Regions from separate parts of the Mus musculus genome. Here regions 2 and 3 are each linked to region 1. A link is a contact called in public Hi-C and HiChIP or PLAC-seq data. All regions are on one chromosome and are shown on one strand. Each heading gives the region's core, a stretch centred on a gene start, on an enhancer-like site or on the middle of the called end of the contact. The rest is flanking DNA. Distances are from core to core; before and after follow the strand shown. Region 1 has its middle 17 kb from the start of Gm35533. Region 2 overlaps Poc1b (POC1 centriolar protein B). Region 3 overlaps Gm20110 (predicted gene, 20110).

Region 1 (3,390 bases), core at 515-3,014:
TCTGCCTCTTGTCTCTGTGTGTGCCATCAGCCTTACCCCCACCCCCATGGTGACTTCCCTTGGTCTCCCACCTTGAGGCCAGTGAATTTGCCTGAGAGCAGCTCCCCAATAAACCTGCCTTTGATACAATCTAATCTGGCTTGAATTGTCTTATTTCACTGGCAGCGGAGAAACAGCCTATCAGTATGGAATTAAAATAACACATAGAGACTTGTAATACATTTTAGAGGAATAAATTAACATGTAAGACATATTTGAAAAATAAATACCAAATAATGCAAATGTTTCTCTTGTAACTAGTAAACTCATCTTCCAACTCCAAAATTTAAAACTGTTGTCGTTTGCTGACACTAAAAATGTCACAGGCTTTTCTTAGCTTGCTCATTTTGTTTTTGATATGGGATCCTCTAATTTTGCCCTGGCAGGCCTGCTACTTGATAGAAAGACCAGGCTGGCCTTGAAGTCGTAGAGATCTGCTTTTGCTTAGGGAGTGTGGAGATTATAGTGACGCCAGTAATTATCATAAGGAACACACAAAATCAGAGTTTATCTCTATTAAGGTAAAGCTGAAAAGCTACTTTTTTCCTGTCTTGGCCTTTGGAGAATTGACTTTTTGTATTTGACCATGTTCATCTTGCAGGTATCTATGGCTAAGGGGCACTTTAAATATTTAAATATTTATATGCATATGTACATGTATGGTTCTATGTGTATTTTATTGTGTCAATTCATAAATAATCATTATGTTGTCACAGCAGATGCTGTGAATTGTACCAATCTTTTTTTCATAATCAACGAGAAAGGCAGGGCTCTAGCTACACAGTCAGCAGCATCTTTGGTTTGGTGTGGTCTGTATTCTCATCTGTCTTTGAACTCCCTGACTCACAATGTTTGTGTTGGAAAGCCTACATCATACTTTCCCGCTTTGCTTTAAAAGTTTCTATACATTTTTTTTCTAGGTATAGCTTCTAAGGCCTCTGTCATCGTCAACTAATTTTAGTGTAGTCTCTGCTTTGCTCCTAGAATTTTATTAAATGCAGGAGGCCCCAGTTTCTACATACAGCGACCAGCTCTAGAGTCTTCAGGGCTGTAGCTCAAATCTAGCTCCCTCTGACTGATAGCTTTGTTCTTTCTCCAAGGTCCTTGCTCACGTTATTTTTCTTTGCTGCTGTAGCAACTAGGAAATGACATTCATTAAAAATATTTAGTGTGAAGCAGAGAATGGAGGAATGACCATCCAGAGACTGCCCCACGTGGGGATCCATCCCATAAACAACCACCAAAACCACACTATTGTGGTTGCCAACAAGAGCTTGCTGACAGGAACCTGATACAGCTGTCTCCTGAGAAGCTCTGCCAGTGCCTGACTCATGGCTCTAACTGTATATGTAGCAGAGGATGGCCTAGTTGGTCATCAATAGGTGGAGAGGCCCTTGGTCCTGAGTAGGCTCTATGCCCCAGTATGGGGGAATGCCAGGGCCAGGAAGCAGGAGTGGATGGGTTGGTGAGCAGGGGGAGGGGGAAAGGGATAGGGGATTTTTCAGAGGGGAAACAAGGAAAAGGGATAACATTTGAAATGGAAATAAAGAAAATATCTAATAAAAAAAAAAGAAAAAATATTTAGTATGTCTTTTTTTTTTTTTTTTGAAACAACAAAAACCATTTTTCGCCCTGGGTAAAACAGATTGAGGAGAAAAATACATCCAGCATGAACATAAAGTATATATCACACATCACAAAAGGATCCAGCTGGAAAATGCTTCGAGACACCACTTACTTTATTAAAATTGCAAGACGATGAAAATGGAAGCTTTTACATGTCTCCTTTCCTGTCAGAGCACGTGACCCCAGAGGAATGCCTGACATGGAAGGCAAGTAGCTTTCCTTGCTGGGTTTAGCTTCTGCTTTTGTTTGGTTTGGTTTGGCTTGGCTTGGTTATTGATTTACTTTTGTATTAAGAAGTTTCGCTATATTTTAGAACTAGGAATTTACATGGTGGACAGAAGTCAGCCTGGTTTGAGAGAAGGGATTGCGAGCTGGCAGGCCATTCAGCACTCACGGAAGGACAATGGTCAGGCACCAGTCTGCGGTCTGCGAGCACTTGAAGTATTGTGCTGAAAATAGAAGCAGGAAGGAACTAACTCTCTCCAATGTTCACTAAGCCGAGCAGCACAGGGCACACAGAGCCCACACAGCTTCTCTACCCTACACCCACGACCCTCCCAGCTTTTCTTTTGCTACAGTGCCTTTCTCACAAGAAGAAAGAAATGTGCATCGCTCACTTTCACAACTCTGTTGGGTCTGGGAAACACACATGTTACCCAGACCAACCTGATGAAATCAGAAGAGAAGTTCTTGCGCCTTCTGGGAAGAATTTCTTCCTCACGAAAGACATGCAAAGATAAATGCCCCCTCCCCCGTTTTGCAGGTTTCCAGATACGATATGATACCTGGGGCTCCAGCAGCACAGAATCGCACACACTGACCCGCCCAGATCTAGCAGCTGCTGAGAGACTCTCTAATCACTGCAGTTCCTGGTCTTGAAATCAAATAAGCATCTAGAGTGGAAGTTGTTTTCAGCTGAGTGTGCTGTTTCTGGAAGTCATGTCCATCCTAGCTGAACATCCTTGGGACAGGCACCACAGTATACCACGGTCATCTTGCTAGCCAAGCATTTTTAGAGAAAGATAACTTTGGCTCAGAAAGATTTGTCCAGAGTCTCCAAAGCTCTGGGAGAAAAGATGTCATGATTAGACTCTGGCTGTGCACCTGGGTATCTCCGGTCTTCTTTGCTTCGCACCACTCCATCCCTGACCTATTATTTAGACTGGAACAGTAGAGGCAGGGATATCTTTGTTCCGAGACTATGGAAGGCACTAGAAGAGATAAGAATTGGCAAAATAATAATAATGATGATAATAATAATAATAATAATAATAATAATAATAATAGGTGTATGACTTTAAAAATGAGACATGTTACATACAATTCTTTTAGAGTTACAATTATAATTAACTATGGGTAACAATGAACCCACTTACAAATAACTATGGGTTATGAATCTTCAGTAAGGATCTCTTTCCCAGTTCTCTTTTCCTTAGTTAACTGAAAGTCCAACAACTTAACTGGAATGGTTTTCAAATCTACCTCTGGCAAACCTTTCCAAGTCTTCTCATTTGAAAAAATACAAAAACACACACACGGAACATAGTTAAAGCAGGAAAGAACTGAGGAAGCACAGCAGAACATCTAGCGTCCATCCCCTTGTAAACCTTACCTGAGAACTCAGAGGGAATTAGTGCAACATTTTATGAGGCCCTCGGGCAGGTGGAGCTGGCTGTTGCTGGAGCAATGGATGGAACCTTTCTGTAGAAATGATTTAGGAAGGTC
Region 2 (3,390 bases), core at 427-2,926, 960 kb after region 1:
AAGTCTCTCTTGGCAACCCATCTGGCTTCCTGCCTCAGCCTGGTGAACACTCAGATTGTAGGTCTGTGTCACCACCGAGAGAGAGAGAGAGAGAGAGAGAGAGAGAGAGAGAGAGAGAGAGAGAGAGGCGCTTGGTTGACTCTTGCTCTCCTAGAACCACGCTAGCCAGCTGTGTGAGCATGGGAAGGGGTGACCGGAGGGAGACAAGTTATGGGTCACCTGAAAAATGATCCAGGCAAGAGATGACAGCGATAGAGATGACAGAGATTTGGATTATTCACGAAACGGAGGTGGTAAGGAGTGACTGGGTGTTTTATATACTTGATAAAGCCTTCCTGAAGGGCTGAACTGTTGTTAGTGAGACAAAGCCGTTAGAATGACTCCACGTGTTGAATCTGGGCAATGAAGGAAGTTAGTCACTCTTGAGGTGGTGAAGATGAAGCAAAGAGCTCCTAGTGATGTGGTGTTCTGGGATGGCATTTGGCGATGCCAATGAAGAACTTTTTGGGTTTTTTGGTTTTTTTCTAAGCGTGGTGGTTCGTGCCTTTAATATCAGCCCTTGGGAGTCACAGGCAGGTAGATATTCTGAATTTGAGGCAAGCCAGGTCCACATAGCAAGTTCCAAGTCAGCTAGAGCTCCATAATTGAGGCCCTATCTCTACAAAAGTTTTAATATAGCCCAGGTTTGCCTTGATATCCTCATTCTCCTGCCTCCATGTACCAGTGAGGGAACTACGTGTGTGTGTGTGTGTGTGTGTGTGTGTGTGTGTGTGTGTTAGCAGCTCAGCTTCTTTGGGGAGCTCAGAGGGGAGAAACTCAAGTTAGGAAGCAGAAGGTGCTGCTGTTGCTGGAGGGAATTTCTTAAGAGCAAGGAGAAAGGGGTAGGGAAATCAGAAAACGACCCTCTTGGAAAAGTTTCAGGGCTTTTTGCCCCCCCCCCCCTTTGTTTTTCCGAGACCGAGGTTTCTCTGCATAGCCCTGCCTGTCCTAGAACTCATCCTGGAGACCAGGCTGTGTTCAAACCCAAGAGATCAGCCTGCCTCTGCCTCCTGAGTGCTGGGATTGAAGTTGTCCGTCACCATTGCCTGGCTAGGACTTTTGGTCTTATCGAGGTTCTGTGGCGATGAGGAAAGTGTGGTCCCCTCAGGCTGTGGGGACGGAACCAGCGGAAGCTGGATCACTGATCTCTAAATGGGGGCCCCAGGCTTGGAGCAACCAAATCAGCTTAAGCTTGTTACAGACGCAGGGCCCCTTCTGCAACTGATGAGTCACAAGCACTAGAGATAAGGTTAGAGATCGAGAGCTGGGAACCCTTCAGGAGCTTGCTATGCACACTGGGGCCCACAGGACTGCGGTAATAGGGTCAGTGACAAGGTTGTCAATGTTTAAAAAAAGAGAAGACATTGATCTTTTTAAAAAAGAGAAGTGTCTTTATTGTTTGAAGCATAAAAAAGAGGAAACAAAAGTTGGCATTACATTTCATTTTTTTTTATGTCGTCTTCTCAATGAAGGTATAAAAATACATGGCCACTTAGTTTTGTGAGCTGGGAAAAATGTCAAGATGGTTACACTCACAGGACAGAGAAGGCACTTACAACACACAGGAGACAGAAGAGAAAAGCAGCTCAGAGGCACAAAACCGAAACCGCTTGGAGAACAACCTCTCCATTCCCACACCATTGTTTCTCCATTTTTCTGTACACAGATGGCATCTGCCCCTGCTACACAGCCGTGCCGGCCTTTGTTCTGTGTGCCCAGAGCCAGCTGCCTTGAATTTGCCTTTTTTTTTTTTTAACTTTGATTTCCATTTTGTTTAAGATAGAGAAACGTTCTTAACTTGTGTTCAAGATCTTTTAGAATGCCTGACCCATTTTCATTTCAAATCACAATTCATTAAACTAAAATAGACGATGCACTTTTTTTTTTCCTAAATAAAAATGCACTTATTTCAGCCACCAGAATCACCTTAAGCAATAATACATGTGATTCATGTGTGCATCCTTTTCATCATTTTGGCTTTTTAGCGTACTGAAAGCACACAGGCATAATCTCTGTGAGCTGTGGCCACAGGTTCAGTATGACCCAGACCACTCAGTGTGTTCACCTGTAACACCAGAGATGCGCACGTCCCATGCAGTTCCCACCAGACAAGGAAAACGCCTGCCTTGTCACGTGAGCACGCTTGCTAATCACAAGCAGCTGATTCTTGCTGTGGCAATACTGAGGGAGGGAGCATGGTTTCAAGGCAGACTCTTTTTGACCTGAAAGAACTACGAGCCAGCTCAGTTTTCTACATCTCAGATGCTATCTGAAAGCAAGCGAATGGTTTCCCCTCAAGGCTGTGCTCACCTAAGAAACACATTCATTACCTTCAGGAACTGCCTGGGCATGGTCATTCTGCGATGGTGCAACAATAAAATCTAGAGGTCCGCTTACTTTCCTGGTGGGGATCTGCATGTTAAATAAAAGCTGACATTTCAAATAATATGGGGGAGGGGGGAAATGGGGTGATTAAAATGTTCATAACTTTATTACTGCAATTAGACCTGGGAGGAGCATAACTTGATCCTTGACATTGATTTGTGTGTTTAAGTCAGTCCCTGAGAATGCCTGGAACCTTTTCGGTTTCGTTGCTCACCCTCTGAAGAATCGGTTAGTGCGTGGCAGGGGTGTGGAAGGCCTCGGCTACCTCCAGAGTGTGTGAGCCCGTCTTCTGGCGACTGACCTGACCTCGCTCACGGCCCTCCCTGCTCAGCTCTTCTGTTGGACAGCGCTGAAAAGCTTTTGCTGATTCTCAAGGCAGTCTCTCAGCTTATCTTCTGTCAAAGACAGTCGCTGCTCCAGAATTGAAACAGTCTGCAAACAAAACAACAACAACAACAAAAAAACAACGGCGTCAGAGCCTGAGACCCTGCTCATGAGGGGGACAGTAAGCGCACCTCCATATGAGGCTCTTGTAGGGCCTGGATATCAAACACCTGGCCCCAAACTGGCTAAAAAAAACCGAGCCTGCCTGCAGAGCAAAGCACTATCAGTTATGGAGGAAACTAAAAGAAAACCACCCAACCCAACCCAACCCAACCCAACCCAACCCAACCCAACCCAACCAAAACCCCAACCAAAAACCTGCCGAATATGAAGAAAGAGGGCTCTGAGCCCAGGCCTCCGGAGAATATCCTTGCCTATGGTCTAAAAACTCAGGGTCAGAGATGAAGTCATCCCCAGTCCTCTAAGCCATACAGGTTAAAGCACACGTTCCCGGTGTAGGCACTACTGACGTGTTACCAGTGGCCACTTTGTCACAGTCCACCCTGTAGTGGCCATCCTTATAGCATTACAGAAAGGTGGAAGGGAGACTGCTACACAAACACCATGGCTGCCACCAGCTTG
Region 3 (3,390 bases), core at 605-3,104, 540 kb after region 1:
GGCTTTGGTTACTCTTTGGGGGTCTCAGATAGGGACCTAAACAGAGGGAGAGAAAAAGAAAGAAGACAGAGAGAGGAGGAGGTCACCACGAGAGGAGATGGACTATGAACAGTGGCCAGGCTAAGTCCATCCTGAGAACATGTTGATGGATCAAAAAGGCAGCCCAGGGGAGACTCAAACAGCAAGTAACATGGGGAGTGCAGCTGGGAATTAGCTGGTCTAGTATGTATTAATTGTGCTAAGCTGATTAAATAAATCAGCAGGACTATGTTTCAATTATTGGGGGCTGGACTGGTCATATTAAGAACTAATAGAGTCAGGCTAGAGAGATGGCTCAGAGGTTAAGAGCACTGACCGCTCTTCCAGAGATCCTGAGTTCAATTCCCAGGAACCACATGGTGGCTCACAACTATCTGTAATGAGATCTGATGCCCTCTTCTGGTGTGTCTGAAGACAGACAGCAACAGTGTACTCACATATATAAAATAAATAAATCTTTTTTAAAGAGAGAGAGAGAGAGAACTAGTAGAGTCAATTATTAATCGTTTACAACAGGCACCAGTCAACCAAAGAGGATGTGTTAAAAACCCATTTGGAAACCACTTACTTTGCAAGCTAACTAAGATACACATAATATTTAAAAGCAATTTGAACCGAGGTACATGGGTAGACAATGCTTCCCCCAGAAGACAGGAAGAATTATTAAATAAAAACCACAGTGTCAAGCATTGGGTACCTCCCTTTGAGTTATTGGTCAAGGGGGTTCCAGAGGCCCACAAAACAACACAGCCTGTCCTCATCGCCCTTGGCTGCCCGCCCGAAGGAAATGGCAAGGCCCTATTGCATGAGCTGCAGCACACTTTGGTTGCAAAGACGTAGAGAAATAAAACTGGAACTAACGTGGAAACCTCCTCTCTCGTGGCTAGATTGCATAGTGCCAGAAGATGCTATGTACCCTGGTTGGAAAGAAAAGTGACCAATGGTATATTACTCAGTAGAGGACAGTGCATGCTACAATACCAATGAGCCAAGCTAGACTTGCCCACTGATCCAGGAAGTGGCACAAAGGTTACGGGAACATCTGCATTCTGATTGGATTTGAGGTCTGCTACGCAGGAGTTCTCTCCTGCCTACTACTGCAAACCTGGCCAAAAGCTCATGGTTCAGGAGGCCATAGGCCCTAGGGGAGAACTACCCTTCACTTGCTACAGGGACCCATCGTCAAACTGCCTCCCGGGTGTTTATTTATATATACACACGGGCTAGCGGTGCTCTGAATATCCAAATAGTGCAGTGGTTCATAGCTAATATGGAAACTCATAACTGGCCAAGGTTCTGAGATAAAAGATTATTGAATGTTTTCCCCTAAAAGGGATGACTATGTCATCTTTTGTCCAAGGTTCAGAGAATGTTGCCTATGCGGGAGGGGAATTTAAGAATCATAGGATGACGCGGATGCTGTGACGTGCTCTCTTCTGGACGTGACACCTGGTTACCCACACAAGACTTCTACAAGATATTGCCTCTGAGATCACTCAGCATCCCAGCACGCAGTACGAGGGTTACAAAACAAATTGGAGAGGCCATGAAGGGGTCGGATGTGCTGGGGGGAGGGGGTACCTGGGGTGTGAGAGGGGGAAGCATATGATAAAAATACAGTTTCCATGTATAAAATATATTCTAGTAAAATTTTCCTCTCAAACTAAAATTTAAAGTCAGATCTAAAGGATTCTCATTCGTTCCTACTCTCAGCTCCGGATTGGTCAAAGCTTGCTAGAATGGGGAATTTTCCTCTCAGGCAGGATGGTGATTGTGAGTGGTTGAGATGGTCACACAGTAAATGCCTTAGCGCTCTATCGCCGACAGATGGCGCTCTAGCCTTAGTGGTCAAAGACAGCCCAGGCTATTCCCTCCCTGAAAGTTCCGTTTCTGTTAATAAAAAAAGAATAAACACAGACACGGGTCACTGGACTGTTGTAAGCAGCGAGAACAATTGAAGAATTCTATTTAATTCCCCATGGAAATTACTCTCAATACAATTTTAAAGTGAATAAAAACTCAGTAGCTCTTGGAGCCGAATTCACATGTGACATTATTTTGACTGGGGAGGCAAAAACACGAACACTTTTAAGTAGCAATTTTAAAAAGAAGAAAAATTGGACGCTCTGAACAAAGAAGAAAAGATGTAAACCGGGGAGCAGGGGACATCAATTACAGGCATTAAGCGTTCTAAATGAGACCTCGTCATTTGCAGGCTCTGCGTCTTCTGCCAGCTCTCCAGTCTCCTGGAATCTCTGCGAGTTGGTGTCAGTGGTACTGGACTTGCCTAGGAAAGTGGTTGTGATGAGAATTACGTATTTATCACATACGTTACAAATCATTTAGAATGCAGCCGGTACTTAGTAAAAGAAGATCTCTTACTCAGTGCCTGAGAAAACACAAACATGTCCTTCAGCTTCTCCGCCTTGGATTCGTTCGTAATCACAATCAAATCGAACGCACAGGTCCTTGTAAATTTTCGGAGTCAATGGAAAGTTGTAAATGTTTATGTGTTGTGTCAGCCAAACTTTGAAGAGATGTCATATTGATATGACAGGAAATTTATATGTTTTTAAGTGTGGGGGAGAACAGATTGCATACTACTGCTGTAGCAAAGCCCCAACATTGTTTAAAGTAATCTATTGCTGGCAAGATATAAACCGAAAAGATAATGCTAATTATTTCTGAGCCATGAAGCCTTAGCTAGTTTTAGTCTGCTTAGTACATCTTTAATACTTTTACTAAAATGGGTGTACATTTCTACCCACATAAAAACCTTGTTCAATGCAGTGCTGTAAAGCAGACACGCCATGTGTATCATTACCACTGTACAGCCTCCTCTTTACGGAGGAGCCCCTCCTAGGAGTCAGGCATGGCTTAGAATTCTTAGGGGGGTGGGAAATGGGGGAGAGGGATGAGGGGATGGGATGGGGTAGGGACAGGAGGGGGGACAAGAGGGAAGGGAGCCCAGCCAGTGTCAACAAGATGCTCAAACAAGTATTAAAATGGAGAAAATTGACTCTGTCTCATCAAGTGGGATTATGTCAAATACTTCACAAATACATATCAGTTTCACTAACCATACCAGTGGGAAAGACTTCTGTCATTTGATATATCAATCTGTAATTAACATAGGCTTATGTCACCAAAATTTTAAATACATACATACTTTTGACCCATTTCTTGGACTATAACCGAGAGAAACATGTGCACTGAGGACAACAGTCAAGGATTGTACCGGGCTGTGGTGGCGCATGCCTTTAATCCCAGCACACGAAAGGTGGAGGCAGGAGGGTCTCTGTAAGTTCAAGGTTAGCCTGGTCTACAGAGTGAGTTCTACGACAACCCTGG

What was found. A called contact is a pair of places that touch in the nucleus more often than the background predicts. HiChIP or PLAC-seq counts read pairs in DNA pulled down with a chosen protein or histone mark.
Region 2: an H3K27ac HiChIP or PLAC-seq map of microglia shows a contact between it and region 1, with 5 times the contacts expected there. The contact joins two enhancer-like sites. A contact is called at or near these places in 2 of 115 datasets of contacts at active chromatin or transcription factors (embryonic stem cells and microglia) and 1 of 9 other capture datasets (embryonic stem cells).
Region 3: a Hi-C map of bone marrow-derived macrophages shows a contact between it and region 1, with 14 read pairs. The contact joins two enhancer-like sites. A contact is called at or near these places in 3 of 39 promoter capture datasets (cranial neural crest, frontonasal cranial neural crest and second pharyngeal arch cranial neural crest), 1 of 15 datasets of contacts at CTCF or cohesin (the NIH/3T3 cell line), 2 of 484 Hi-C or Micro-C datasets (bone marrow-derived macrophages and microglia) and 6 of 115 datasets of contacts at active chromatin or transcription factors (astrocytes, bone marrow-derived macrophages, embryonic stem cells and 2 more).

The regions. Positions count from the first base shown.
Region 1 is chr10:100,159,140-100,162,529 of GRCm38.p6, reverse strand. No RefSeq gene overlaps it. Among named protein-coding and RNA genes, the nearest start is that of Gm35533, 17 kb to the right of the region's middle. Within about 2 kb of position 1,764, at least 65 of the 459 cell types and tissues checked have an H3K27ac peak or open chromatin away from gene starts, as enhancers often do. A contact at or near this core is called in bone marrow-derived macrophages and microglia, where this site is marked.
Region 2 is chr10:99,196,092-99,199,481 of GRCm38.p6, reverse strand. Poc1b (POC1 centriolar protein B) reads right to left here. Exons shown (of 12, transcript NM_027740.7): 12 at 1,408-2,856. The coding sequence ends at 2,752. Among named protein-coding and RNA genes, the nearest start is that of Gm34574, 34 kb to the left of the region's middle. Within about 2 kb of position 1,676, at least 81 of the 459 cell types and tissues checked have an H3K27ac peak or open chromatin away from gene starts, as enhancers often do. A contact at or near this core is called in microglia, where this site is marked.
Region 3 is chr10:99,618,110-99,621,499 of GRCm38.p6, reverse strand. All of the region lies in intron 1 of Gm20110 (predicted gene, 20110), which reads right to left. Among named protein-coding and RNA genes, the nearest start is that of Gm20110, 11 kb to the right of the region's middle. Within about 2 kb of position 1,854, at least 5 of the 459 cell types and tissues checked have an H3K27ac peak or open chromatin away from gene starts, as enhancers often do. A contact at or near this core is called in bone marrow-derived macrophages, where this site is marked.